2 separate regions of the Mus musculus genome follow, and region 1 is linked to region 2. Evidence: chromatin contacts called from public Hi-C data. All regions are on one chromosome and are shown on one strand. Each heading gives the region's core, a stretch centred on a gene start, on an enhancer-like site or on the middle of the called end of the contact. The rest is flanking DNA. Distances are from core to core; before and after follow the strand shown.

The links. Hi-C and Micro-C count contacts between places; a contact is called where the count stands out from the background.
Region 1: a contact with region 2 is called in a Hi-C map of the G1E-ER4 cell line, with 2.2 times the contacts expected there. The contact joins two enhancer-like sites. A contact is called at or near these places in 3 of 484 Hi-C or Micro-C datasets (the G1E-ER4 cell line, bone marrow-derived macrophages and granulosa cells), 1 of 115 datasets of contacts at active chromatin or transcription factors (embryonic stem cells) and 2 of 9 other capture datasets (embryonic stem cells and liver).

Annotation. Positions count from the first base shown.
Region 1 is chr1:166,063,732-166,070,847 of GRCm38.p6, reverse strand. No RefSeq gene overlaps it. Among named protein-coding and RNA genes, the nearest start is that of Gm39693, 18 kb to the right of the region's middle. Within about 2 kb of position 5,862, at least 9 of the 459 cell types and tissues checked have an H3K27ac peak or open chromatin away from gene starts, as enhancers often do. A contact at or near this core is called in the G1E-ER4 cell line, where this site is marked.
Region 2 is chr1:165,850,888-165,857,394 of GRCm38.p6, reverse strand. It overlaps Cd247 (CD247 antigen), which reads right to left. Exons shown (of 8, transcript NM_001113391.2): 2 at 2,126-2,229; 3 at 939-995. Among named protein-coding and RNA genes, the nearest start is that of Gm32999, 5.0 kb to the right of the region's middle. Within about 2 kb of position 2,569, at least 29 of the 459 cell types and tissues checked have an H3K27ac peak or open chromatin away from gene starts, as enhancers often do. A contact at or near this core is called in the G1E-ER4 cell line, where this site is marked.

The DNA.
Region 1 (7,116 bases), core at 4,613-7,112, 210 kb before region 2:
TTGTTTGTTGAGCTTAGATGTTTACATTTATGCTTTTCTTTAAGTTTGGGGGGGCGTTTACAGTCATGATTGATTTAAATATTCTCCTTTTTTTCCACTGCTTCTGGGGCTCCTGCAGTGCTTAGGTTTGTCTGCCCAACCTTGTCCTGAAAGAGTAAAAGCAAAATTCTAGGCCTTTAGGCCCAGGCTTGAGAATGTGACCTCTGTGACTCAATGCTTCAAGGTATGCTAATCATAAAACAGATAGCGACTTTCCTCCAACCACCCACTTCCTGGGTTCAAGGAGTGTTCATTCAAAGAAAGTCACCCACCCTGACCATTGCTAGAACCTGCTATGCAAATGTGCTATTGTTAGGGACTCTTAGAAACTGTCTTGAGAAATTACCTGGACGATTACCAGGTATTTCTTGTGACTCTTATGACTTTGCACTTCCTTGTGACTTTTTTTTTTTTTTTTTTTTTTGGTTTTTCGAGACAGGGTTTCTCTGTATAGCTCTGGCTGTCCTGGAGCTCACTTTGTAGACCAGGCTGGCCTCGAACTCAGAAATCCACCTGCCTCTGCCTCCCGAGTGCTGGGATTAAAGGTGTGCACCACCACGCCCTGCTCTTCTTGTGACTCTTAACTGGCATTTTGGTATTTTCCAACAACGCCCTTTGCACCCCCTTGAGTTGTGGTTTCTTCCTTTAAATACCCCCTTACCCAGCTACTCGGGGCGCCATGGTCCTCTACCTCTGTGTGGTGTATGACTGTGGGCCCGAGAGCACTTTTGAAATAAAAAGTCCTCTTGCAGTTTGCAGCAAGACCGTTTCTTGTGAGTGATTTGGGGTGTCGCCTCTCCTGAGTCAGGACGTGGGGAGTCCTCACGTTGTGGTTCTTTCTTTCCAAGCTTTCTTCTTTCAATTTCTCTAACTTGGTAATGTTCATCATCCTGGTGATTTTTGGTTTATACCTGCTCAAATCTGCCTCTGAATCCCTCCAGTGGAATTTGAATTTTCATTACTGTATTTCTCAACTCCAGGAAATTTTCATTTATTCATTTGGAAGGAAGGGAGGACACGCACGCCACAGCGCATGTGCAGAGGTCAACTTTTCCAGAGTCAATTCTTTCCTTCTACCATGTGGGTCAAGTTGAGTGGCAAGTACCCTTACCCACTAAGGCATCTCCCATCATCTTTTCATGTATATGTGTGATGTGTATGCATGTATGCAGGTGGGAGCATGTGTGTGCCATGGGGCAGGTCAGAGGATTTCTTTCGTGAGTCACTGTTATGGGATCCAGGGCTTGAACTCAGGTCTCCAGGCTCTTACTGTCTTGCTGGCTCTGATTCTGTTTGTGTGTTTGTTTGTTTGTTTTTAAGGTTTTTTGGTCTCTTTATTGATGTTTCCATTTTGTTTGTATGCCATGTAGGAGGCATGGGGTAGGGGTGCGGTCCCTGGGCTTACAGACAAGCACTAGAAGAACCATAAATGTTAAATAAATACACACATTGTCTCTTCAAAGGAGAGATGTGTAACTTGTTTTCTGCCCAGAAGACTGGGAACATAATAATATAACTATGGAAATCAAATTCTCTCTGTCTTAGTTAGGGTTTTACTGCTGTGAACAGACACCATGACCAAGGCAAGTCTTATAAACAACACTTATTTGGGACAAGCTGACAGGTTCAGAGGTTCAGTCTATTATCAAGGTAGGAGCATGGCAGCATCCAGGCAGGCACGGTACAGGCAGAGCTGAGAGTTCTACATCTTCATCTGAAGGCTGCTAGTGGAAGACTTGTTGGGAACAAAATAAGGGTGGGGGAGGCTCTGGGGAAGAAAAGGGGCCCATGTCCAGTCAGAGTTCCTGTGCTCTGGGCAGGCAGATGCAGGCAGAACTGCCGGTGCTTTCCACATGGCCCCGGGTGAGCATCTAAGGCTGACCCCACTCGGCGGGGGGTGGAGGAGGGCAGCCCCCAACCTGGGACCCCAGAGCTACCTTGCTAAAGCCCTGGGGTTGTTATAGAGAGGGATGAGGGAAGGAGTTCCCAACACTGACCAGAGTGCGCAGCAGATCTTAATGGAGCAGAGACTCTCTATGGTTTAAGAGCTTTATTATAGAAATGCAGGGGGAAAGAGAGAAGGTAGAAAGAGAGAGAGAGAGGGAGAAGGGAGGACAAAGAGAAAGGGAAGAGGAGAGAGAAGTGAGAGGTAAAGGAACAAAGGAGTAAGAGCGAGGTGGGGGCCTAACAGCCCCTTTTATGGTCTTTACTGTTGCTAGGTAACTGGGGAGGAGTTTAGCCTGAAGGTCAGAAGCTTGGGCCATGCTTATGTGACTACTGACCATGCTTCTTTTGTGGGGGCTGTGGGAGGTGGTAACTTAGGTAGGGGCCAGAGTTCCAGGAGCATGAGGGAACGCCTACCGTGTCATGTAGGTGAATTACTACCATAGGGGTTCAGACCTCAGCTCAACTGGATACCAGCCTGCAATTCCCCACAGAAGACTGATTTTCAGGTAGCTAGGATGAGGGTATTAAGCCCACTCGCACAGTGACACACCTACTCCAACAAGGTCACACCTCCTAAAAGTGCCACTCCCTGGGCCAGGCCTATACAAACCATTCACATTCCACTCCCTGCCCCCCATGGGCCTATTCAAACACATGTGTCTATGGGGGGGGGGGCATACCTAAACACAGCATAATAAAAAAGTACATCTAGTCCAATTTCCAAAGTCCCCACAGTCTTTAGCAGTACCAACATTGTTAAAAGTCCAAAGTTCAAAGTCTCTTCTGAGATTCATCCAGTCACTTAACTGTAATCCCCAAAGCAAGACAGGAAACCAGCTGGAAAAACTCCAAACTCTGCATCTCCACGTCTGATCTGAAGAGATCTCCAACTCCTTTTTCATCTTTGTTGACTGCAATAAGCTTCTTTCTCCTGGGCTGGTTCCACTCCTTGTTATCAGCTTTCCTCAGCAGATAGCCCACTCTGGTATCTTGAACATCTTGGGGGTCTCCAAAGCAACTTCAGTGTTACAGCTTCTTGTTTCAATGTCTGGGATCCACGCATGATCTTCTGGGCTCCTCCAAAGGGCTGGTATCACTTCTCCAGCTCTGTTCTCTGTAGCACACTAAGCTCAGGTTGATCCACTCCACTGCTGCTGCTATTCTTGGTGATCTTCCCACGGTACTGGCATCTCCAATACACTGCTGTCTTCTGCTGCAACTAGGCTTCACCAAAAGCCACTTATAGGCTCTCTTCATGGTGCCAAGCCTCAACTCCTTTATATGACCCTTTCAGTTCTGGGCCATCAACTGCAATTGAAGCTGCACCTTCACCAATGGCCTTCCCTGGCCTCTCACAGTGCGAAGCCTCAGCTGCTCTTCATAATTCCTTGATGCCTACAAAACCAGTGGGTGACTCCTACACATTACCACGTCCAGCCACAGCACGAGGTACAGCTTTGGCTCTCTCTGGAACACAGCCTCTGTGCTCTCAGAAAATACTTCCCAGAAGATTTCACCTCAGTAATGTTGGTCTCTTCTTGTTTTTGTTTTTGTTTTTGTTTTGTTTTTGTTTTTGTTTTTTGTTTTGGTTTTTCGAGACAGGGTTTCTCTGTATAGCCCTGGCTGTCCTGGAACTCACTCTGTAGACCAGGCTGGCCTCGAACTCAGAAATTCGACTGCCTCTGCCTCCCAAGTGCTGGGATTAAAGGCGTGCGCCACCACGCCCGGTTGTTGGTCTCTTAATCATCACTAATTTCTTAGCTCCAGCTAACCAGCATCAATAGTCCCAGTAACATGTTCTATTCTGGACTCTAAAGTCAGAGCCATGTGGCCAAAGCTGCCATGTTCTCCTGCTTGCTGGGGCTGGAACATGGCCCCCTTGTTCTATTACATTATCACCAGCTTCCTGTTTTCCAACTCCTTCACTGCCTAAGTGTGGCTGTTCTGAACTTGCTCCATTGACTGACTTTGAACTCAAGAGATCTGCATGCCTGTCTCATAACCACTGGGATTAAAAGTGTGGTTCACTAAACCTGGATTTAAGTTTTTATTCACCTAGAACTTTTTCTGTTCTAGACTGGCCTTGAACTCAGAAATCTGCTTGTCTTTGCCTCCTGGAATTAAAGGCTTCTACTACCAAACCTGGACCTAAACTTAGCTGGGTGGGATCTAGCCCCAAGGGCACTACTCCCTTAATTCAATTTAATGTCCTTTAACCCAGGATTCAGCTCCATTTCACTTTCTAGTTTACCTTTAATACTCAAACCATATATATTTATATTTTTCCTCTCCAAGCTTGTTGCACTTGTTCAAAATGCTCTTCATGAGACTTTACCAGAGAACAAAGTCTCCGCTGGGTGTTTTTGAGATTTCTTTTGTCAATGTAATTAATATAAACCTCTTTATGTTAGTCTCAGCTAGACTCTTCATACAAGTGCAAAAAGCAGCCACATTCTTCACCAAAATCCCACAAAAGCAATCGCTAGGTCACATATTGAAACTTCTTGGGCCAGGTCTGCACCGTTCAAATCACTCTCATCAACAAAGTCTTTCATATTCCTACTAGGATGGTCCATTAAGCCCCAGTTAAAGCATTACTGCTTTCCAAATCCAAAGTCCTAAAATCCACATTCTTCCAAACAAATGCATGGTCAGGCCTATCACAGTAATACCCTTGTCCTTGGTACCAACTTCTGTCTCCATTAGGGTTTTACTGCTGTGAATAGACACTATGACCAAGGCAAGTCTTATAAAGGACAACATTTAATTGGGGTTGGCTTACAGGTTCAAAGGTTCAGTCCATTATCATCAAGGTGGGAGCATGGCAGCATCCAGGCAGGCATGGTGCAGGAGGAGCTGAGAGTTCTACATCTTCATCTGAAGGCTGCTAGTGAAAGACTGACTTCCAGGCAGCTCCCTGGGCCAAGCATATATAAACCATCACTCTCTCTCTCCTCAAGAGTTTTCTAATTTTTTAAAATTATTGTTTGGGAAGTCTTAATATATTTAGTTCAGTACGTAAGATGCTTGCCTGCCATGCAGAAGGCTTTAGTTTCAGCCCCCAGTACCTGCATAAACCAGGTTTGGTGGCACAGGCCTGTCATCTCAGAACTGAACCAGTAGAGGTAGGGGAATGCAAGGTCCTCCGCAGATACATTATGAATTGGAGGCCAGCCTGACGATACATCAGATCTCACCACAAAAGAATAAAACAAAGCATCCTTGTAGGCCATCACTATAACAAGGAGCATCCTGACGTGTAAAAGTCCCCCTGTGTCTTCCTTCTCAGAGCCTGTTTTTCCCTGGTTACCACGCCCACTTCATACTTTTGTCCAGTCAGTTATTCACAAATGTCTTCGTCTTTAATTTGGCTTCAAAGAGGTCGAGAAGACAAGAAGGAAGGAGTTGGAGCTCTTGGCTTTTCTGAATCTTTTGAAAATCTCCCCTGGCAGGAGTGAAGACTCACGGCGCGTTGTGGTGGGTGCAGCAACCATGGCTAGAACTCTCTGGGCTTCTGTGATCAGAATCGGCAGTCAGTGATTATGAGCCGAGATCCAAGAGATGGGAAGGCAAGAGCCTTTTTTCCTTCTGAGCCTCAGACCAGGTAGACACCATTTGCTGCAGGGGCACATTCAAAGCTGCCTGCCGCCGGGCTGGGAGGTGGGGGATGGTAGCAGCTTCTGAGCTAAGAGCTGAAATTGAGCAAAATTGACTGCAATTTAATGTTCAAGCCTCCCCTTCAACGCACTCCAGACTTTCCAAATAGTTTCATAGGACAGACTCTTCCAGAGTAATTGTTGTCTGGGTGAGGACACAGACTCCCGACTTGCCAGCTTCCCAGAATTCTCTCTCTACTTCCGGTCATTATGTGTTTTGTTGAAAACTATTCCCACTCAGCTCATTTATTCATTTCCTTACTCTGCCTTCACACGACAAAGGCAGATGTGAGGGATTTTGACCCAGGCTGAATGCACAGCCAAGCCAAAATGGTTACTAGTTGGCTTTTTACGATCTCCTTCTCCTTTTTCTTTGTTTTTATTTTATGCGTTAGTCCTGGCCTGTGTATATAAATATGTACCGAGTACATGCCTGGGACCTGTGAAATTTAGAAGATGTCAGGTTCTGAAGCTCTGAGCTGTTAGAAGCCCCTGTGTGAGTGCTGGGAACCAAACCCCGGTCCTCTGCAGGACTAGTGAATGAATGCTCCTAACCGCTGAGCCACCGGTCCAGTCCCTACTTAGAAAATAACTTTGCCAATAACCACAGAGAAATGGGGCATAAATATTATGACAGTTAATAAGTAGAACATCTATTTTTCAAAGAAATATAAATTAAAGCTATAAAATACAGTGCGCATTTGCATATGTGTGTGCCTGCCAATACTACAATTCCAAAGGACAAAATGTAAAATGTGTATTCATTTTAAAGATAAATTGCTGGATGAAGTTATCCATGACTGCAGTGGGTTGATTTAGCTCTACGTCTGTGTCCCTATATTCTTCTTTGGCAAGTTACTGTAGAATTATGGCATATGAAAAGAATAATTTATAGAATAAACTTTTTTGTGTTTACTCTGTGGGTATATTATGTTCCCAATTCATTACTAGTCACCTAAGAAGCTGTCCCAAAAAGCTTCGACCAAAACATTCTAAGGTTAACTCAGAAGTAGACAATCGCAATAACCAAAGAATATTTACTCTGGGAGTAGGTTAAGACCATGTGTCAAGGCAAAGTCCCTGATACTGAAGGGGCATGTAGAAGTTCTCCTTACTCAACCAGGAGAGATAGGGTCCTTATCTTGGGTGCAGAGTCAAACTGTGGGGACATATATGATACCCATCTTGACTGAATAAACAAAGGTTGGAGCAACCTCTCATTTTTCTCTCAGAGGAACACAAGGAGTGTGCTCCTTCTTCTCCATAGCCCCTGGCCTCTGAATTAAAATATGTAACAATAATTCATTCATTCATTCATTCGGAATGCATTTTATTTTAAATCACAAGGTAAGGTTGGTGAGATGGCTCAGGGAATAAAGACACCTGCTACCAAACCCGTCAATTTGAGTTCAATCCCAGGGCAGGACAAATGCGCGCGCACACACACACTGAACATACTGAATATATATGTATA
Region 2 (6,507 bases), core at 1,320-3,819:
TGAGGAGAATGGGGTCACATTGACCAAAACTGGAGTTGGTTTCCCACCCGGTGGCTCAAAAAGAAACAAAGCAGCATAGGGGAAGTGAGGTATGTGGGTGGGGAAGGCACTGGCCTCTGCCTAAAGATCTGAGTTCAATCCCCAGGGCCCACATGGCAAAAGAGAAGTCCTCTGACCTTTATGTGTGCATCACGGTACACATACACACACACAAAGCACAATAAAAAGCAAATGTAATTTTTACATTTTATGTGTGTTATGTGTATGTGTGTGTGCCTGATGTATGCCTGTGCACCACATGCCTGCAGAAGAGGCATCAGATCCCCTGGGCTTGAGTTACAGATATTTGTGAGCCAGTAGGTGCAAGGCTGGGGGCAAGGCTGCGTCCTCTGCAAGAACACCAAGCACCCTTCACTATCTCTCCAGTTAAAGCATGGATCAAGGCAAGAAAGGTGGTGGGAACTGCTTCATCTTCAAGCTAGCGCCTCAGAAAACACCTGCTACCTTGCTGGCACATGGTGGGAACCCCCAAGTCACCATGTGCTGATCTAATAGGGTTAATGATACACTTTCATTAGCATGCGAAATGGAGGCACCTAGAGGGGAATCTCACAGACCAGAGCCCCACTGCGTTTCTGTGGGACCCTTCCCTCTGTGCTGTGGCCTCTTGCCTTTGCAAAATTGCTAGTGACTGAAAGTTCTCCTGAGGCAGGGCCATGCCATGCATCTCATTCTTAAAGCTCCTCGTCCTCATAGCAGCACTGAGGGGCAAGCAGGATTCCGCTCCAGTCAGGATTAGAAACCTGAGGCTCAAAGGCTTGCCACCCAGCCACCAGGCCAATAGCTTTGGACCAGACCTACAGCTTAACCTGACCTTGAAGTTTCCCTAGGTCCTAGGACAAGGCTTTCCAAGAAGGTCTGCAGAAGGGGGAACTTACATTGTAGAGCTGGTTGGGGTCCTGCAGGTTGGCAGCAGTCTCTGCACTCCTGCTGAACTGCAACAGAGCAGAGAGAATCAGAGCTCAGCACCACCTCCAAGGGGCCATCGGACTGGCTATAGTGCAGAGCTGCGTGTCAGCCCCTCCATGCCCGATGACAACAAACTCCCTTGTTGGCTCCCTGTGGCTAGCCCAAAGTGTAGCCGCTTCTTTCTGAACTCAGTTGTCCTTTCTCCTGCCTGCGACCTGACTAAAGTGCTTACAGCTTTAGTCTTCAGAGAAGTTAATCATCCCAAGTAAAGGCCTTGCCCCCCCCACACACCCCCACACACCCTGTGTGCAGGGGTTCCAGGCTCTCCGTCTGTGCCTGCCGGAATCCAGGAAACCCCTCCTGTTCCCCTTCCTCCAGGAACCCTGAGGGTAGACAGTGCCTACAAAAAGCTTCCTACTAAGTTGGCACATGGGCATCATTACTCACCCAGCTGTTTCCTGAGTGGGAAGCACCTTGCTTGCTTACTGTCCTGACTGTGTGCCCCGAGTCGCTATAACCACACATGTTACCTAAGCTGAGAGGAACTGCAGGATTTTCCAGAGTTGGTGCTAAGTGTAGTTTCCAAATTTAAAAAAAAATCATAAAGTAAGACTTCCTCAAATGAAATCTTATGCCTGAAAGGAAATGGGTTCTACTGCCCTGGGAAGATGAGATTTCTACCTTCCCAGGTGTGTCCTTTCCACAAACCCACGGCTTCAGGCACCAGGTGATGCCTGATGCTCTGTCCACCATTCTTATTTCCAGGATGGGAAAATCAAGAGTTGGAGAGAAAAGCTGTATGGCCTCCATTACAGCTCAACCGCAGGCCCTAAGAAGAGGCTGTCTTGTCTGTCTTTCACTTTCTTGTCCTAAACTGTTCAGTATAAGCCATCTGTTTCCCAGCAGAAGCCACATCCAGGCACTGGTACCGATCTTCAGTAATACACATAGCACTTGGATCATTGAGCTGCTCTGTCTGCCACAGATGGATACCCCGCCTTCTCTGCTCACCGGCTGTGCACGCTTGGTTGTATCCTGCCTTGCCCATGGACACCAAGCAGAGCACAGGCCTGAGACTCTCCAGTGCCAAATCCCCACCTCACATCCTCCCAGTGGAGGAACCTATACCCTCCCTCAAGAGCCCAGGGGAACCCACTTTTGCTCTCAGGTACAGGGCTGTGATGATGACTCCGTAGATGAAGAGGATTCCATCTAGCAAGTAGCAGAGTTTGGGATCCAGCAGACCAAAGCTCTGTGCCTCTGTGCCAAGAGAGAAAATTGGTTAGGCATGCTGGATCTGGCAAGAACACATCCCACCTACCCCAGGTCAATTCTGTGACAGATTGTAGTCATGTCACGGGCACTAGGTCCAGTCCTCATACTTCACACAGACCACAACCTACAACCTCTCTCACTGAGTCTGAAGAAACCCAGCCTGCAATGGCCAATGTAACCACATGTACCAGATGTAAAGAGTGCACCTATGCATACAATGTAACCACATGTACCAGATGTAACGAGTGCACCAATGCATACAATGTAACCACATGTACCAGATGTAATGAGTGAACCAATGCATACAATGTAACCACATGTACCAGATGTAAGGAGTGCACCTATATGCATACAATGTAACCACTTGTACCAGATGTAACGAGTGCACCTATGCATACAATGTAACCACATGTACCAGATGTAAGGAGTGCACCTATGCATACAATGTAACCAATGTACCAGATGTAAGGAGTGCACCTATATGCATACAATGTAACCACATGTACCAGATGTAACCACAGAGGCTGGGAAGAATGAGGGAGTATTAGGAAAAAATGAAACTGCTGTGCACAGAACTTCTGCTCTGGTGACATGGAAGCCCCGCTGTAAGTGAGCTCTTGCATAAACTATGACACTCTAAACCTCAGAAATGTACCTAGGTAACTAAGGCCTTTATACGGAGAGAGAGAGACTCTAGAGGTTACAAATGTAGGGCTCAGAAATTAGATAATTGGATAAAATCATCTCAATACCTAGTCATTATCAGTGAAGTCTAGGTATCGTGGTGCACATCAGTAGTCCCATCATTGAACAGGCAAGAGGGTTGTGAGTTCGAGGCCAGCCTGAGCTACATAAGTTCCAGGCAGACTACATGCTTCAGCTTAGAGCCTCTTCTACTTAGTCTCCTCACTCCAGAGTCACCCCTCCTGCCTTTCTGATGTTTATCGAATCACACTCAAAGCATGTATGGTTCTCAGTAGATAAGAAGGGCAGGGGGAGTGAGGAAAGGAAATACGTTAGTTAGATAGAAGGTAGCCTTCCTATTTGAAAGATCACACAAAGCAAGCAAACTGAGCATATTACTGATCCTGAACTCCCTCCTATTGGGTAAGTGTGGATCTGAGAACTGGCCCAGTATCACAAAACCCTCCCTCTGGCCCTGCCTGAGAACCACACAAGCAGAGTGGTCTTTAAGGCTTTCCAGCCTAACGCCAGTAGCAAGTGGCGCCCTCTGGTGGGCGCTGGCCAACAGTGGGTAAGGCAGATGGGTGCCAGTTAAGTTCCGGCAAGGTATCCTTCCAGCTGCCTCTTCTGCAAAACAGGTTGAAAGTCTTCAGTGTCTGTTCTGTGCAGTGTTTATGGCTGTGAGCGCAATCATTAAGGCCCCGCTAGATTGCCACCAGAAGCACACAGAGCAGGCAGGTAGTGACTATGCCAGAAACCTCTCATCTGCTCCCACATACAATAGAAGGCTGACTTAAATCTCACTCACTGTCCCCCATCACCATGTCCCTAAAGCCCTCTGTTCTCAGCTTTTAACTCCAACTCTCTCATCCAGGGTCCCTCCTGGCCCCAGGTCCCTGCTCAGAAACCAACTCAATCCCGCTCAAAGACACTTCAAAGTGTGGGACTCAGTGCAGCCCCACAAATGCTCTGCCTTTCCAGGCCAGACTGGAAAGAACTCACTACCACCCTGTCCCTTCTTCAACTGTCTCATGTGTTCCAGTCTGGCATTGAACTTATAGCACCAAGGACAGCCTTGGCTTTGCAATGCCCTGCATCCACATCTGGAGTCCTGGGAATTTACAGATGTACATCTCTGTGCTTGGTGATTCTGGGACTCAACCCCAGGGCTTCACACGTGGCAGGCAAACACTTTACCTACTGAGCCATATCCCAACACTTCCTCCTTTATCCTCGCTGCCCCCTTAATCTTAGTATGCTCTCTAATTCCCTCCACACCCACTTTCTGTTCGCCTGGCTCCTCCTCTGTGCCTCTGCTTGCTCTGCCCAGCACCTTCAGGAATCAGAAACCTGAGTCCTCCAGGGAAAGCCAGGGAATGCTGGCGACTGCAAAGCCTAGATCCCTACAGAGTTCTCTGGATTCAGACTTCCCTTCTCAGAATGTAAGCCAGTGGCTGCGTCTTTTTCCTTTTGTCTCCAACCCCATCCCCAACATCATGCCTGCCTGAGACAGGCATTTCTTAAATTTCCTACAGTTGAGAGGAGGGTACGGTTCAAGGATGGGAAGATGATAGGCTCCAGCCCCAGGCTATTCTATGATCTAAGAAGCAAGCCAGCCCTCCAGTAAAGGCCACAGAAGCTGGGGTGGCTGTTGTCTTTTAGGGCTGGAGATATGTCAGCGGCGATTTACCGGGTGGTTGAAATTCATAGAGAAAGCCAGGAGAAAATCACTCAGCTGCCTGTCGTGTGAAATGAGAACAGAAAAAATACTGGACAGTAAATTTAGAACAAATAAGAAGAAATATTTCTTTGTGTTGTGCAGAGTCAGCACGGTAGGTGGCAGGCGGGGAGTTGGGCACACACACACACACACACACACACACACACACCCATCCCCCAGAGATGAATAACAGGACAAGTTTTCTCACTTTCTCTGTAAAGAGAAGCACAAGTTTTATGGCCAGCAACAAAAGTGCTACGTGTGGGGTTGGCAAGGATAGAGCATTAATCCAACTCTTTGCACGGATGGTTCCTGTCCTCAGCCCTACAGTCTGTGTACTGAGAGGTGGGCCTAAAGAATGTAGTGATAGCCCAGGAAATTCCATGCAAGAACTCAGGACCTAAGTCAGTCGCATAATTTATTAGCTATTTGTTGGGCACTGGCTCTGGGCCAAGAGCTGCAGAACTGGAGACAGGCTGAGTTTGGGGCAGGTGGCTTCCATGGTTCCCCATTCCCGTTTACTAGCTGTGTGGTCCTAGAGGGTAACCTCACTTCTCTGGGCCTAAAGCCCTCTGTTCCTAAGAACATGTTGGGAGTGCTTATATCGGCCTTAAGGGCTATCACAAGGATGCTTTGCCAGGTGGCTTGTAAGTGGCAGGTTTTCTATCTTCTATAAAGCCAATGGTGTCTGATGTTCAGGCATCCATTCCAGCAGCAGCTCTTCACGATGTCACTTGTGGTGATTGTATGGTCTGATCCCAGTGTCTTCCTTGTCCCCTCCTACTTGCAGGCAGAGACCTGACCGGCTCCTACCCTGAGCCATTTGCACACCCTGCTCTCGTCTCTGTCTGTCTCTGCTGTCTCTGTCTCTGCCATCTCTGTCTCTGCCGTCTCTCTCTCTCTTTCTCTCTCTCTCTCTCTCTCTCTCTCTCTCTCTCTCTCTCTCTCTCTCTCTCTCTCTCTCTCTCTGCCGCAGCTCATCCCCGGCACAGCCCTCAGACGCTTCCCAGGATGTATCTAGGGGCCAGCTATGGCAACTGCTTTCTTGTACAATGGAAGTCACTTTATCTTTGGTCTCCACCTGTACTTTAGATCCCAGCACCCAGGAAAACTCCAACATATGAGAGAAAACCCAATAGCCAATTAACAGTTCTAGGGCCCCAGACCGGTAAGCCTGCCTGCCTGCCTGCCTGCCTGCCTGCCTGTTAGGATGGGCTCCCGAGCTCCCTGGAGAGGTTGACTTAACCACTGTGGGCTAGGGCCTGGGTAGGGGGACTTCAGTACTGGCTGGGGAGATCCAGAATCCAACAGAGCTGATACAGCCCAGATCGTGGACAGAGAAATGTGGCCTTCTATAGCTATGCAGCCAGACCATCTGCACAAGAGAAAATGTCCCAGCCGGGTTGAGAAGCACATTCATGCTCTGCTCCAAGGCATGGCTGCAATGCTCCTGGCTCTGGCCATCTTTAGCCTCTATTTCCTCTCCTTATAGAGGAAGTAACATTACTTATCCTCTTGGTGATGGAGGAGCACGGATAATTAGATTTACCAGGTGAGGGACCTGATTTGTTCTCATAATGCTGGTTGGCCAGAGCACTTCTTTTTCACTTTTAAGCCCATGGCTAAAAAGCTGTTGTCTTTGCCTTGTGGCGGGACACCTGGCATAGACTCGGTGGAGGTCCCCAGGGCAGCTAGTGATAGCTCAAGGAGTATCTGTCAGAGTACCCATCAGTTCAAAGACTAATGTCCTTAGCAAGAGAGAGCACAGTCATCCCTGAATTGTCACCCTCACAAGAGCCTTGGTTCAGGTGCCATGACACATGAAAGGGCAGCCTGAGGAGACAGGAGTGCTAACAGTC